Linked DNA regions of Mus musculus: all the other regions are linked to region 1. Evidence: chromatin contacts called from public Hi-C and promoter capture Hi-C data. All regions are on one chromosome and are shown on one strand. The core of a region is the stretch at or near the end of the contact, and the rest is flanking DNA. Distances in the headings are between cores, read along the strand shown. Region 1 holds the start of Micu3 (mitochondrial calcium uptake family, member 3). Region 2 overlaps Mtus1 (mitochondrial tumor suppressor 1). Region 3 holds the start of Pdgfrl (platelet-derived growth factor receptor-like).

Evidence for each region. Promoter capture Hi-C pulls out the DNA fragments that hold promoters and counts their contacts. Hi-C and Micro-C count contacts between places; a contact is called where the count stands out from the background.
Region 2: a Hi-C map of myeloid progenitors shows a contact between it and region 1, with 3 times the contacts expected there. The contact joins the enhancer-like site here to the promoter of Micu3 in region 1. A contact is called at or near these places in 2 of 39 promoter capture datasets (the C10 cell line and cranial neural crest), 6 of 484 Hi-C or Micro-C datasets (the Ba/F3 cell line, cerebellum, embryonic fibroblasts and 3 more) and 1 of 9 other capture datasets (macrophages).
Region 3: a contact with region 1 is called in a promoter capture Hi-C map of the HPC-7 cell line. The contact joins the promoter of Pdgfrl here to the promoter of Micu3 in region 1. A contact is called at or near these places in 3 of 39 promoter capture datasets (the HPC-7 cell line, embryonic stem cells and stem cell-derived epiblast-like cells).

The regions. Positions count from the first base shown.
Region 1 is chr8:40,305,650-40,310,363 of GRCm38.p6, forward strand. It overlaps Micu3 (mitochondrial calcium uptake family, member 3), which reads left to right and starts at 2,374. Exons shown (of 15, transcript NM_030110.2): 1 at 2,374-2,761. The coding sequence starts at 2,402. Mir7666 (microRNA 7666) reads right to left here and starts at 2,280; the gene lies at 2,226-2,280.
Region 2 is chr8:41,044,294-41,049,007 of GRCm38.p6, forward strand. Mtus1 (mitochondrial tumor suppressor 1) reads right to left here. Exons shown (of 14, transcript NM_001005863.2): 5 at 3,755-3,793. Among named protein-coding and RNA genes, the nearest start is that of Gm16193, 6.4 kb to the right of the region's middle. Within about 2 kb of position 2,873, at least 26 of the 459 cell types and tissues checked have an H3K27ac peak or open chromatin away from gene starts, as enhancers often do. A contact at or near this core is called in macrophages and myeloid progenitors, where this site is marked.
Region 3 is chr8:40,923,929-40,928,642 of GRCm38.p6, forward strand. Pdgfrl (platelet-derived growth factor receptor-like) reads left to right here and starts at 2,305. Exons shown (of 6, transcript NM_026840.3): 1 at 2,305-2,497. The coding sequence starts at 2,443.

The sequences.
Region 1 (4,714 bases), core at 1,124-3,623:
TGTCAACAAACAAAGGTTATTCTCTTATTTGCAAGATGGCAGCTAGCAAAAGACTAACATCACTAGGTCAGGAGTTGCAGTTTCTAAGTTGAAAACACAAAGCAAGTAGGACAATTGCAGATTTGAAGAGATAAGATGTGAGAGATACTATGTGCTGTAGAATTGGAAAAAACCCAAATGCTATTATATATATATATATATATATATATATATATATATATATATATATGAATGAATGAAAGAGATCCATGAGGCATATATAGCCCTGATATATATGTATTTGAAACTGTGGCCTCTGAGACATTATAATAGTTGCTATACAGTCAGGATGAAAGGCCAGGTCTCTAGCCTGTGATTACTAGTTGTATAAGTACACCCATTTCTGGAGAATCATTTCTGGGTTAATTCTTGTATGTTTTCCAGAACATTCTTTTTCACTTAGACAATAGTGAATGAATGCAAGTGACTGCTTCTTTGACTATTTTGAGTTTCACTGTGAAGCAGGGGTGGAGGGGAATCGCTGATCTCTTTAGAATTGATCCAAGTGAGGAATAAAATTTAGGCTGAATCTATACTTACCTGAAGTTTCAAGAAGTACCAAATTCCTAATACCATGTTTTGTTTTGTTTTTAAAATCACTTTGGGAATTAAACTTAAAAAATTTCCAGATAGCATAGCAATTTGGCTATTTTTCTGTAGCAACTGCCACAGAGCAGATAACTTGGGGAGAAAACAATGATTATTCTTAACAGAGTTTGGGTTTCAAAGAAAGAAAGTACGGAAAGTTCAATAATTTCTGCGCATGAGACATTTTAATCTACATTTGAATACTCTGTAGAACTCTGTACTTCTTACAGCTGAATTTGGCTTCTCCCCAGAGAAAATAGAAATATGGCCTATAAATTATGATTGAAAAAAATAACTATGTGCATATGTCATATACATACCATTGTAATGACAGTATGTATTACTTTCCTATTTCTCTTTATAGCTTCTTAGCTTTTTAAGTGCCATGAATAAAAATCTAGTCTGTCCAAGATTTCTGGTAATAGTCCATGTTGGAATATTATAAAAATACCAGGAAATTGTGCTCAGGTCAAAGACAAGTTTAGAGGACCTATGGTACACACACATCGCCACACACACACACACACACACACACACACACACACACACACACACACACACACACACTTATACATGCATACCTTAGGGAACTAAATGCCTAAAAATGTTTGAAATCAGAGACGACAAAAAAAAAATTCCTGGGAAAGTATGGAGCTGCCATAAGTCATGCTAGTGGAATTAACAGGCTTCAGTGGAAAACAGATAACCTAAAATAGATACTGTCCTTATATGTCACAGATATCTTTTTTACCATTTTTAGGAGCTTTAAGGAAGTAAAACTGTATTAATCTCTATTAAAGCAAAACGTAACACAGCATATATAATGGGTTACTTGAAGATAAGGGGTGAGGGACAGACATAGTAGGATATAGGCCAGAAAACCAAGCAATTAAACTTGGATGTTGCTGACTATCCTTCTAGATCTGAAACTTTTCAGGGGTTCCTGGCACCGTTCCACACAAAGAGCAATGCAGGCATAACTCAGTCAGTAAAGCTGATGCTGGCAACGTGTACACACACACACACACACACACACACACACACACACACACACTGTATAACGTGCATAAAAGAGGGCACACTGCACTTCTCAGTTACATTTATACCATCAGTCACCCACACACACAATTGAGTCATAAGAATGATGAAAACCCGTTGTTTCACATATTTGACGGTTTTATTGAACTGAGTAATGTCACATACACATACTAGTAGTTCCTAAAAAATATTAACACTAACTATAAATCATTAGCCTGTCCTTGCCCAAAGTCCAGAAGCCAGCCTTATGGAGTCCAAAAATATTCATTCAGAACTGCAGACTTTATGATTGAAGCAACGGTCTGCACGCAACCACAAAGCGCTCGGAGCATCAGAGAATTCGGCACCGAGCAGGGCACCCAGAGCAGCGCGGCCTGTCTTGGAGGGGCGCCGGGTCACCCCGCAGCTCGGCTCCTGGAGTTCCGCCTCCCAGCGGTTCCCCAGGGTTGGGGGTCCCTTGCCCACAGCCGTGGTTACGGGCGCCGTCCTCTACCACGGCGTGGCTGGGCTGAGGAAGCAGGAAGGAGAACAGCCTGGACTTGGGAAGCTTTGGAGCTTCTCTCGCCCGTGCGCTGCATCCCACGGCGACTCTCGGGGAAGCACCGCCCGGGCTACGGAGGACCGCGGGTCCGCTCCGAGCTCCAGCACCGCGCCGACTTCTCGCGAGATTTCGGCCCGCCCCTCCCGCCCCCCTCCGTCCCCTCGGCTCGGCTCGGCCCGGCCCGCAGCTCCCGCTATGGCTGCGCTGCGGAGGTTCCTGTGGCCGCCGCCTCGGCTGTCGCCGGCGCTCGCCCCTCAGCAGCCCTTCCTCTCACCGTGGGGGCGGCCTGCGGGGACGGCTCCCGGGATGTCGGGCCGGCCCTTCTCCTGCCGGGAGGAGGACGAGGGGGCCGTCGCGGAGGCGGCGTGGCGGCGGCGACGCTGGGGCGAGCTGAGCATCGCGGCGGCGGCTGGCGGGGGGCTGGTCGGCCTTGTGTGCTACCAGCTGTATGGGGACCCCAGAGCCGACCCCTCGGAGCTAGCGGCCCCGGAACTCGAGGACCCGCCCCGCGGCAGGGGGCTGCTGCCCATCCCGGTGGCTGCTGCCAAGGAGACGGTAAGTGCCTGAGCGCGTGCGCGCACCGCGCAGGTGACGCCAGAGGGCTGGACTGCCAGGTGTGCCACCTGCCCAGGGAGGGCTTGGGGGTCGCGGTGACACTTGACTGACACTTGACAGTGGAGGTTGTGGAAGCACTGCGAGCTCCTGTAACAGAGAGTGAGGAACCTCCAGTGAGCAGCGTAGATCCACGCCAGGCACGTCTCTGTGCACTAGGATGCTCTGGGAGAGATGAAGATGATGCTGTCACTCATGCCTCAGCACCGTTCTGGTTGCTGCAGCTACCGTCGAGCAACCAAATACAAACCAGACACCCCACCCCACGACACACAGTGTCACAACTAAAGGACTTGACAGGCATAAACACGAAGAAGTAAGTGATGAGTGAGAGACAGCAAGAGCAAATATTCCTGGAAGCGAGTGCTGGATGCATTCTGAAGGCTTCTTTAGATATTGGAGTCTGCCAATTAGTGTACAGCAGTCCCAAGAGAGGTGTTGCTATACTGGGAAGGGAAACGTTACTCAAAAGTAGTACACCTCTCTTTCTCTTTCTCTCAATAAACCCAGAATCCCTGACATGATAGGTTAGAACAAACAGGAAGAGAGGTCATGAAAGGTGGGAAACTATGAGTGAAGCTAACTGCAGAAGTATCATATAAAAACGTTGAGCTACAATGTAGTTCTGATATAAGGTAAAGACTGTTAAGGCAAGAAGAGTAAGGGATGTGTCCTGTGTCCCCCTACCCCCCCCACTCCACTCCAACACACACTGTTCTCTGTTTAATTGTCATGTAAATGACTTCAAGAATTAGCCTAGGGAATATTTCTACATCAAGACTAAAAGGATATGACAAGATTGGGTGAAATAGTGCCCCTTTTAACCTTAATGAAATTTTGTATTTTTTTTCTCCTGTATGTAGGTCTGTAGTGGCCATGTACAAGTACCCAGCTTCTTGTGTATGTTTTGGATCCAGGTTGGCAGTGCATTTAGGTTAGGGGATCTCTGCTATCCACCTTTGCTTAGTGATAAATGACACGCACGCTGTGTAAAGTACTTTTATACAAATAAATAATCAAGTACTAGCAAACACTGTCAGCCTTCAACCCCACACATACAGACATGCTATTTTGTGGCTTAGGAGAGTAGCATGACATTTGTCTTTTGACCACGTGAGAACTTTTAGTCAACTGGAGTTGGTCTGGAAACAGATTAATGAGGTAGGGAACATGCAAATAGTGTTTTCTTTCCTCCCTTTTAAAAATGAACGTTACCTTTAAATTGGAGAAACTGGATCACGTGGTTCCATGAGTGCTCTGAAAGCTAGACTCTGACTCAACAACACTGTGGGCGTTAACTAAGTTAATAGATCTGGAACAGAATGGACCACCTCCTGCGTAGTAAACATTTGTCCGCTTTGCCTTTATTCATTTATTTTGTGGTTTTGTTTCTTTTTATGTTACTAGTGGCCAAGTCCAGGACATCATGCATGCTGCATAGTGGTCTATCACAGCCAGACTAGCCTCCCTAGGTCCTTTATTGTCTATTAGTATTTACTTACATTAGTATTGTTTCATCTGCATACAATTTTCCATGTGGTGTTTTAGAAATAAACTGATACTAACATCCCATGTCTTTTCCATCCCAGTCTCTGCTTCAACATTATAGTTGTCATACCTTTTGCATGTGATAGTTTTTCCTTGTGTAAACCGTGTTATTGTCCTGTTATTATCCGGATATTGGAATTTTCACGATAATGAGCTTTGGCTTGAACATTTTTTTATGCTTGTACTAGGTGCTTTCATGACAAAAGACCTTTCATTGTGGAAATTCATGTCAAAAAGGTTCATAGACTGTTAAACTATTTCTTTCCTCTTTTTCTTCTCTGGAAAGAGGGTCTGAATTTAAGCCTGACATCCTAATGCTAATTTGTGTCTTTTTAAAATGCATCCACT
Region 2 (4,714 bases), core at 1,623-4,122, 740 kb after region 1:
TATCAGACTTTTGACATCTATTGTTTGGGATAGTCTGTCACCCTTTTGGCTGCGTCCACCAGGGTACCTTGGCCCCGAGTCTGCAGAGACTCTGCGTCTCCCCTCCCAATTTCCATCCCCCAACAGCAGATTACAGATAACCCGAAGTACCTTGTCCTATGGTTTCACAGCAAGTACCTTTACCACCCAGCCATCTCCTTGGCCCCATTTACTTTGTTTGTATCGTACTGTGACTAATATTCCATTGCATAGATACATCACATTTTCTTTACCTACAGATATGTAAGCTATTCTTACATCAGTTATGGTGAGAATGCTGCATACCTGGCAGATCAAAGCTCCTTCCACACCCTGACTCCTCTTTGGTAAGTCAGCCCTCATTGGGATATGGCTTCTAGACAGTCCCTTCATCTCGTAGGCCACCTACCATGCTACCGACGGTCACCCTGGCTAAGCAGAAGAGTTGGGGAGTCCCACATGTCCAATTTTGCTTGCCACAGGCTTCTGTATCAATCTAAGAAATCACGGACAACGACAAAGCCATGAAACGCTCCCCTTCTGCCTCTCCTCCTGAGGTTTTTGGGCTTCGAGTCTTATTTTAATTCATTTTGAGTTGTTTACTGTGTATGAGGTGAGATGAAGGCTGGAGTTCGCTGCACCCACAGACATCTAATTCTCCTCACGCTATCTCTTGGAGAGAGGACGGTTCTGCTTGGTATTTTCGTCAGTCTTGCCAGGTTCAGCGGACTGTAAGTCCACAGGTTTGTTTCTGGGCTGTCCCATTCATTGCACTGGTCTATGTATCTACCTTCATACCCATTTCAGACTGTTTTAATTACAGACTTGAAAGCAAGAATTATGGTACCATCGCCTTTGTTTTTCCGCCCACAAGATTGTTTTTGGCTACCTTGGACTCTTATTTGGTTCCCCATGAATTTCACATAGTGACTTCTCTTTCTCAGTTAAAAAAAATGCAATAAGGATGTTGACAGAGGTGACTCAAGACAATAGGCCCTTTTAGCATCTACTCTGAGGCTGGTTCTGTCTTGCTAGTTTTCGAGAGTGCTACACAGAGCAAATGTAGTAACATTGTCTGGCTTTGTTCTTACTACTGTTTGTCATGATTTAACAAAAGGAAGCTCAAACCATGTGCTGTCACAATTATTAATCTCTATTGTTATATGCATGTTACTGGAAGGCCTTCTATACTCAGGTCTATATTCATGGTGCTTTTTTTTCATTTCTACACTTACAACTTTTCTATGTAGAACACATTCATGTGCCCTGGGTGAAGAGATCTAGTTCTCAGCCAAAAAGGTAGCCACTGTTGCAGTGGGATTCACCAAGTGATCCATTCTTCGTAACGCTCAGTACCAAATTTTCCATGTATCCAGATGGTATCGGCCCTTTCAACACGAGAGCAAAGTTGAGATCACCAATGCATAAGAAGGAAAGACAGCAGGTGCACAGTGTGGCGGCATCTCATCTCCTCCCCAGAGTAGGTCTGCAGCTCTCAACCACCTCCCGACATTGGAGAAAGGAGATGTAGAAAGCCACACGACCCCAGGCCATGTTTATGAAATGGCACAGATGGAGCAGGTGTGTTCCTGCTCCCAGGGCAGACACCATGGCACCTGGCAGGGATGATCTATAAAGGAGTCCACGGACTGGGTAAACACAACTTGGGATGCCTGAGATATCCCCAAGAGCAACTATGAGTGTCGGAGCCACGGTAAATGCTGTGGGTATGACAACTTCCTCATAAACAGCAGGCACGTTTTATTTAGAGCCAGTGTTGCCTAGAATTCCATAGTGTAATACCCTTTAAATAAACCACACCGGCTAGACCTCTGGAAGGTGGTTCATAGCCTCAGTGGGTTTCCCCACTTGCTTTGAGGGTTTCCTAGAACACATCAGGGTGGGATTGGGGAGGCGCCTTCAATGTAAAGCCATGAAAAGCGATCAACAAGAAGTACTGTTAGCCTCGATAGCAGTAGCAGCAGGGGCAGCTACCATGTGAGAGCTAGGGATGAAAATAGTCTACACGGTCAAACCCATTCCCACACTGGGATTTATCTCCTGAACATTCCCGTGCAGCCAGACGAGAAACTCAAGCCCTGGAGAGGCTTAGCAAGTAGCCAGAGGTCAGGACGGAAATAGAGAGGAGGAGAATCAAGATTTACACCAACGTCCGAGCCGCACAAGGTCACAGCTTCTTCATTGTCTTCGGAGGTAACAGAATTTCTTTACAATAACTGTTAAACTAAAATAATGATGGAAATTTTCAAATATTATTTCATACACTCCCCCCTCACCCACTCCCGAAAAAAAAAAAAAACCCCTCAATCAGGGGCTGGAGAGATGGCTCACAGATTAAACGCATTACTGGGGAACAGGGTTCAGTTCCCAGAACCTACATGGGAGCTCACAACTAACTTCAGATCCAGGGGATGTGACACTGTTCTTTGGCCTTCCAGGGTACTGAATGCATGTGGTACACTGGCAGACATTCAGGCAAAACACACATTAAAAAAAATAGTCTTTACAACATTAAATAAAATACATAAAATATCTTAAAAATCAATCAATCAATCAATCAATCAATCAATCAATCAGCGATTGGCCAGCATATGGCCAGTGCTTCTATATTGTGGATCATATCAGAAACTAGTATGAAGCTTTTTGAAAATAATATGATTATCCAAGCAACTATACAACGCATGTGCGCTCCACTCTGAAGTAGCCGTCACAAGAAAACTTCGCAAACGTTGACAGAAATGATTGCAAAACAACTCATAATGCAATCACTGTGAATGTGACAGAGAACCAACTCGAATAGCCAAGAGGCTCAATGCTATCACACTTACACTGGGTGACCCATTAAAGCTGATCACTCCACGGCATGTAACAAAAAGGAATGTCAATAGTTCCAAGCAGGGTTGCTTCAAAAGCCACACAGGGGAAGTTTTCCTCAGTAGGCTCAAACTAATTCCAGGCCCACCTTGAGTTGTGAAACTAACTGACATGCGTACAGCCGGGTAGGAACCCACAGCTCATGGTTGAATTCTGTGCTGACAATGTGAGATCCTGTATAACAGAGACTTTACACGCTGTAACGTGGCCTTTCTTTTTTCTGGCTTTCTGCTGTGATGTGCAATGGGAGCCATGTGACTTATACTAGCACTGTAATAAAAAATGAGAACCTGTAGGCAGTGCATGGCTGGCTGCATACAGTCCTGCGTGTCATACAGAGAAACGTCAATGAATACATTTTACAAGATCTTTAGATCCCCCAAAGGAAGTATTAGACAGTGTAGTTGAATGGCTTTAAGTTATAGGCTGTCTTAGAAATGTCCGACCAAGAATGTGTATGGGGGAAGTCAGAAACATAGAACTAACTGTTGAGTTAGTACAAGAAGTTAAAAGTTATACCTTAAGACCATTTTACAATTAAAGATGATCTGATTTAAAATAACACATTTGGAGAAGTATCCAGTTTTATTTCACATGAACCATATTTTAAAAATCAGTTTAAGTTAATTTGATCTGTATAACAAGATGTCATCCTCTGTGTTAGATGGCTCAACAAATCATGCTGCCCAAATGCCCATGTCATAGCAGCTAGTTACACCTTAAATCCTGAATTTCGACTTAGAACTATACCAGCAAAAGTAATTACAAATAAATTTCAGTATGTTTAATCATTACTTTTCAAATAAAAATATTTTAATATATTCATAAAGTGGCCACTTACCTGAATTAAAAGCTGTAAACAGACTCTTCCTTGAAGGACCTAGAATGGGACAGAAATATAAACACACACTTTATTGGAAATGCTAGGCAAATCTCTAGTTATCTTGTAAATAGCAGTGATTTCATTTTCTAAAAGCCCTCCTTTAACCTCTAAATTTTAGGTTACAGCTATCCACTGAGAAAATTCCAACATATAAACAACTTGATCAAGTACACTTTTTCAAATATAGACAATATAGTATCTAATTCGTAGTAAGACTGGTAAGAATTAATCATCAAAACACAGCATCAATTTTAAAAAGACAAAGCGTGGTATATTTTGTAGTCGAGGGCAATTAAAGCTCATTTTAAATTTTAATTAATTTATTTATTGTTTATTCTAGTGTCTGAATCCAGGGCCCACAGATTGGGGAGAAAACTCCACCATTGAACTATACTCCAGCCAAAAGGAGGCCCATCTCTTAGCTTGTGCTTTCACTCTTCTTCTGCACACAGGAAACAGGCTACACTTTGTGAAAGAGGGATGCTGGTGTGTGCCCTCCCAAGGCTGTGAAGGAGAATACACTAGAGATGTTTCTCCAAGCTGATGCAATATAAAATGCAGCCAGGAACCATACAGGTAGACATTGGAAGAGCTATAAGCACCCGTGCTCGACATCCAATACTCATCAAGTGACTAACCATCTGTAGAAGACTGGTTGGAGGACTGGTGAGGTGGCTCAGTGGTTAAGAGCGCCGACTGCTCTTTCAAAGGTCCTGAGTTCAAATCCCAGCAACCACATGGTGGCTCACAACCATCCGTAACGAAATCTGATGCCCTCTTCTGGAGTGTCTGAAGACAGTGTACTTACATATAATAAATAAATAAGTAAAATATTAAAAAAAAAAAGAAGAAGAAGAAGAAGAGGGAGAAGAAGAAGGAGAAGAAGAAGGCGGCTGGTTGGAACAGCCAGAGACCATC
Region 3 (4,714 bases), core at 1,055-3,554, 620 kb after region 1:
TCGTAGTTAGGGTTTTACTGCTGTGAACAGACACCATGACCAAGGGAACTCTTATAAGAACAACATTCAGTTGTGACTGGCTTACAGGTTCAGACGTTCAGTCCATTATCATTAAGGTGGGAACATGGCAACATCCAAGCAGGCATGGAGAGGCAGGTGCTGAGAGATCTACATCTTCATCTGAAGGCTGCTAGTGGAAGACTGACTTCCAGGCAGCTAGGATGAGGGTCTTAAGCCCATGCCCACAGTGACACACCTACTCCAACAAGACCACACCTCCTAAGTGTGCCACTCCCTGGGCCAAGCAAATACAAACCCATTACCTCCATTTGTCTTTTAATGTAGGTCAAAGTAGAGAAGTATTCAAAAACACTGTCCTGCCATTCGAAGCTTTCTAGTAGTAGCTTATAGACACTATGTCAAAACTTTCAGATTTCTTTTCGATGCACTTAAGACAGGAGCAGCCAACTGGAAGACAAAGGCCATCCAGGCAAACTCAAGGCTACCTGTTGTTCCAAATCAAAGAGAAACTGTCATGGTTCGGGGTTCTATTATTCTCTAATCAGTGATTCTCCAAGATGCCAGAGTCTTCCCCAAACTGCTCATGTGTAAGCACCAAGAGTTTCACAGCCCAAGAAAAGTCAGGCTTGCACGACAAATGTTTCTGAAGTGGCTTACATTGACATGAGGGTATGTATATAAACAACTCGTAAGAGGCACTCTTTGGATACACAGGAAAACATGAATCACTGAAACTCTGCAGCAGAGGTAGGAGAGGCAGCGGCAGGCAATCTTAGACCAGAAGTTCCTGCTTTTTAGTTCCCCTGTCATTGGATGGCTTTTGCTGCAAGTATGCAGCCGATAATGGTACGTCTTTATCACCTGATGCTTCCTGGCATTGAAAAGGTCATTTCTTTTTGCCTCATGGAAATTATGTAGCTGGGGTCCTTGTCTTACCCTATGTTACCTTTGATGACTGACTTGGGGAATAGCAAAGATTTTGACATTGCTTCTAAGAACCCCTCAGAGTACGCTGGCAGAAATATGCGCCCAATGGAGTAGAAGCGGCATTAGCAGTAGTTATTTTAAGTAGACATCTTAGTGTTTTCTATGACTAAGATTCTCATTGCTCCTGTTTTGACAAGCACGGGGGCACCCACCTTTAGTTCCAGTACTTGCAGGGTGCAGAGGCAGGTGGATCTCTGTGAGTTAGAGGCCTCTCTATGGTGTGTTCAAGGACAGCAAGGGCAAAGTAGAGAGACCTCAAACAAATAAGAAATGTCTGACTTTAAAAAAATAATAATTTTGTAATCCGTCTTGATTCTATTTAGATGGAAGATTATTTTGAGAAGTTAAATGTCTTTATTTAGGGAACAAGCAAGGAATGCCCAATATTTAGTTTTTTTTTTAAGTTTATTTTTCTAAGCAAATTCTTAATAGTGTGCACTAGTTTGAAGGGATTTTTTTTTAACTAAGTAAGACCAAAAGGAGCAATGAGAATCTTAGTCATAGAAAACACTAAGATGTATAATTAAAATACTATTTAGAAAACAATCCATGGGCAAAAAAATAAAAACCATATAAGAGAAGGACTAACATTTCACTCTGACTTTTGATGGCCCAGGACTGCTAATAATGCTCTTCTCCTCCATTGGGCGCATATTTCCTCCCAGCGTACTCGGAGGGGTTCTTAAAAGGCCTTTCTAGACTTAGGTCCACACTGACAGCCCGCTCTACCGCAACCGGAAGTCCAGTTCTTTCCCCATACTGTTCCCGCTATCTGCTTATCCTCCCGTCTCCTCTCTTCTCTCTGGTTCTCCATTTGTTAAGCTCATACAAGCAGTTGCTGTGAGCCCCTCTGACTGCAGACAGGCAGCCCCGTCCCTCCCCACTATGACAGCTCCTTCACCTGCATAAGATGCGCAGGTTCATCAGGTCCAGGACTAGATGCGCTCTTACCCTGTCTCTGACCAGGCCTAAAAGGAGCAGCCACAACCAACAATATTTTTTAATGCGATAGCAAACCCATTTTTTTTTTTTTTTTTTTTTTTAGTGCAAGTAAGAGAACACCTGGGGACCAAGAGAAACTTAAGACGCACTTTTTTGCTAAGAAGCAAGACCCTACCAGAGAAGGTGGACTGATTCCTGATTCCATCATCTAGGTCACCTTAGGCCTTCCTAGTCATTTGTCTTCCCAGTGCTTGGTAATAGCTCTATCCGTCACCACTCCACCAGGGGGCAGAAGAGATCACATTACACAGGGGAAAAAAATTTTTTTTAATCTTCTTTTTTTTCCCCCAAATTGTGTTTCCCCCAGTGAAACCGAATCCTCCAGCTGTGGTGTCCCAGGCGCCGCCTCCCCTCTGCGCCCCTGCCCTGCCCTGGACAGCCTGTCGCGCCGTCTGCAGTCCTGAACTATTCTGCAGGTCACCAGCCCTGAAGATGAAGTTTTGGCTGCTGCTCGGACTTCTGTTGCTACACGAAGCGCTGGAAGATGGTGAGTGACTCTGGCTTCTGACCGCCTTCGCCCAGTCCGAGATTCTCTCAGCAACTCCTCTAACTTTTGGCCATAGGGATCGTCCCCAGCGCTGGTCACCTTCCGGTGTACCTGGCTCGTCCTAGAAGGGTCCCCTTTCTTCTTTTCCTTTCCCCCATCGCCCTGAAGAACTCCTGTGAAGGCGGCGGTTGCACTGACCGAAAGAGCCTATCAGGACTTCTCTAGCCTTATCAGAAAGCCACAGGCGATCGAACCGATCTACCCCATCTTCCCCAGACGGAGCCTGGTCCAGCCCCCTGTGTCAACGTGTCGGTCTGATGGCGCGCCCGCAGTGGCTCGCTTCCACCTTTATACGACCGATCCTCGCCCTGGACTATTGTAGCCGGTGCCACCTAAGCAAAGAGATTCTTGTGGAAAATTCCCTGTGTGTCTTCCTTCCCCATTACAGTCTTGTTTTGTTTGCTTGTTGTTGTTGTTGTCGTTGCTGTTGTTGTATACCAATCTGAACTAAAATCCTGCTAGATTTGCCTAGGTCTTTTAACAACAACAACAACAAAATGCTGCACTAAACCAATTTAAAAAAAAAAAAAAAAAAACTAGACCGCAGTTATATTTTCCGTATAAATAAGAGGATGGATGGAAACAAAGCCTACTTTTTTTTTTTGTAGCACATAGGAGGGCCTTGCATCATTTAATTTTTTAAATTGCATTTAGTGTGTGTGTGTGTGTGTGTGTGTGTGTGTGTGTGTGTGTGTGTGTGTGTGTGTGTGTGTGTGTTTGGGAGTGTGTATGCTACAGCAGACTTATGAAAATCAAAAGGCACCGTGCAGGGGTGAGCTTCCTCCTTGCGCTATGGTAATGAAAAGGAGCCACTTCACCAACCACTACATCACTTTAAAAAATGTTTATTTGAGATGTGTACCTGCCCTAGGTCCATCCTGTATTGTAGACAGATAACCGTAGGATTAGGCTTTATTACGTGTGTGTGTGTGTTTGTGTGTGTGGTTTTTATACACTATACATTTTTTTAAGTACATATCACTGCTAATTATTTTAATTTAATTAATTATTTTATTTCCTGCATCATTTATTTAATCGTTGCTGTTTGCATAGTACATCTGGCGACCGATCTCAAGGCTTCCTTAAAATTCCTCAGTTACTGCCACAAATGTGCTCCTTAGATTTGGTTGAAAAGTGTCTTGCTGTTATGCAATCCCATGCTGGAGCCGGCTCAACCTGGCTTGGGACTGATCCACTCATCAATCCCGACCCTTCCATCCGGGTTTCCATTCTCTAAAGCTACAGTCCTCTGCCTCGAGTATGCAGACGTTCAAGGTGGTGGTGGCTCATGACACTGTGCACGAGGCTCCTTAAGGACAGACTCTGACTGAGTAAATAAAAAAGTGTAAGCAGAGCCTCTGGGGGAGGGGAACAGCAGTTCCCCTTTGCCCTGAGCTCAGTCTGCACAACACGGTATTAAATCGTTCCTGGCAGGTCCTTGTCTCTGACTGCTAAAATGGTGGGGATGCAGTATTTGGAGTCATTTTTGAATAGAGCAGAAGACGGCCAGACAAAACAACTTCAAACAGTCCATTGGAGTTGGAGTTGGAGGGACTCAAGTTGGAGCCGGTTGGAAAGGCTTGAGATTGACTTCAGCCAACATAGGTCGGAGTTTGTGAAGTACGGCAGACATCTGTCTAAATGAATTAGCATCTATTTAAATAAACTTCTACTCCTACAAGCAATAAGTATTTATGAGACAAAGAGGAATATGGGTCAAATATTTAATAATTAATAATAGGTAAATGTGGGTCTTGCCCTTATACTTACAGACACATATGATATGATATGTGTGTGCATATATATATTTATATGATACATATATGTAATATAATATGCCATTGACAAAATGTTAAACATACTGAAAATTAAACTGACTCCATTAAGTTATTTAACTGTTTTCCTAACCCTTTCAAGAATTTTTGTCATTAGTTTTGAATCCTGATGTAGTGACAGGAAGAGCGCAGGGACAGCCAAAGAGAGCAACTATTCATGCCGTCCTTCCAGTGCTGAGATCTGATTGGCAGGTCAGGTTGCATCCCTCAGCCCCAACTACAGGCACAAGCTGTGACTGTAACTGTCCCTGAGCCTGTCCACTTTGTGATCATATTTGGAAGACAGCCTCAGAGGAAGAGCCTTCGCTGCAAGCATCCACGG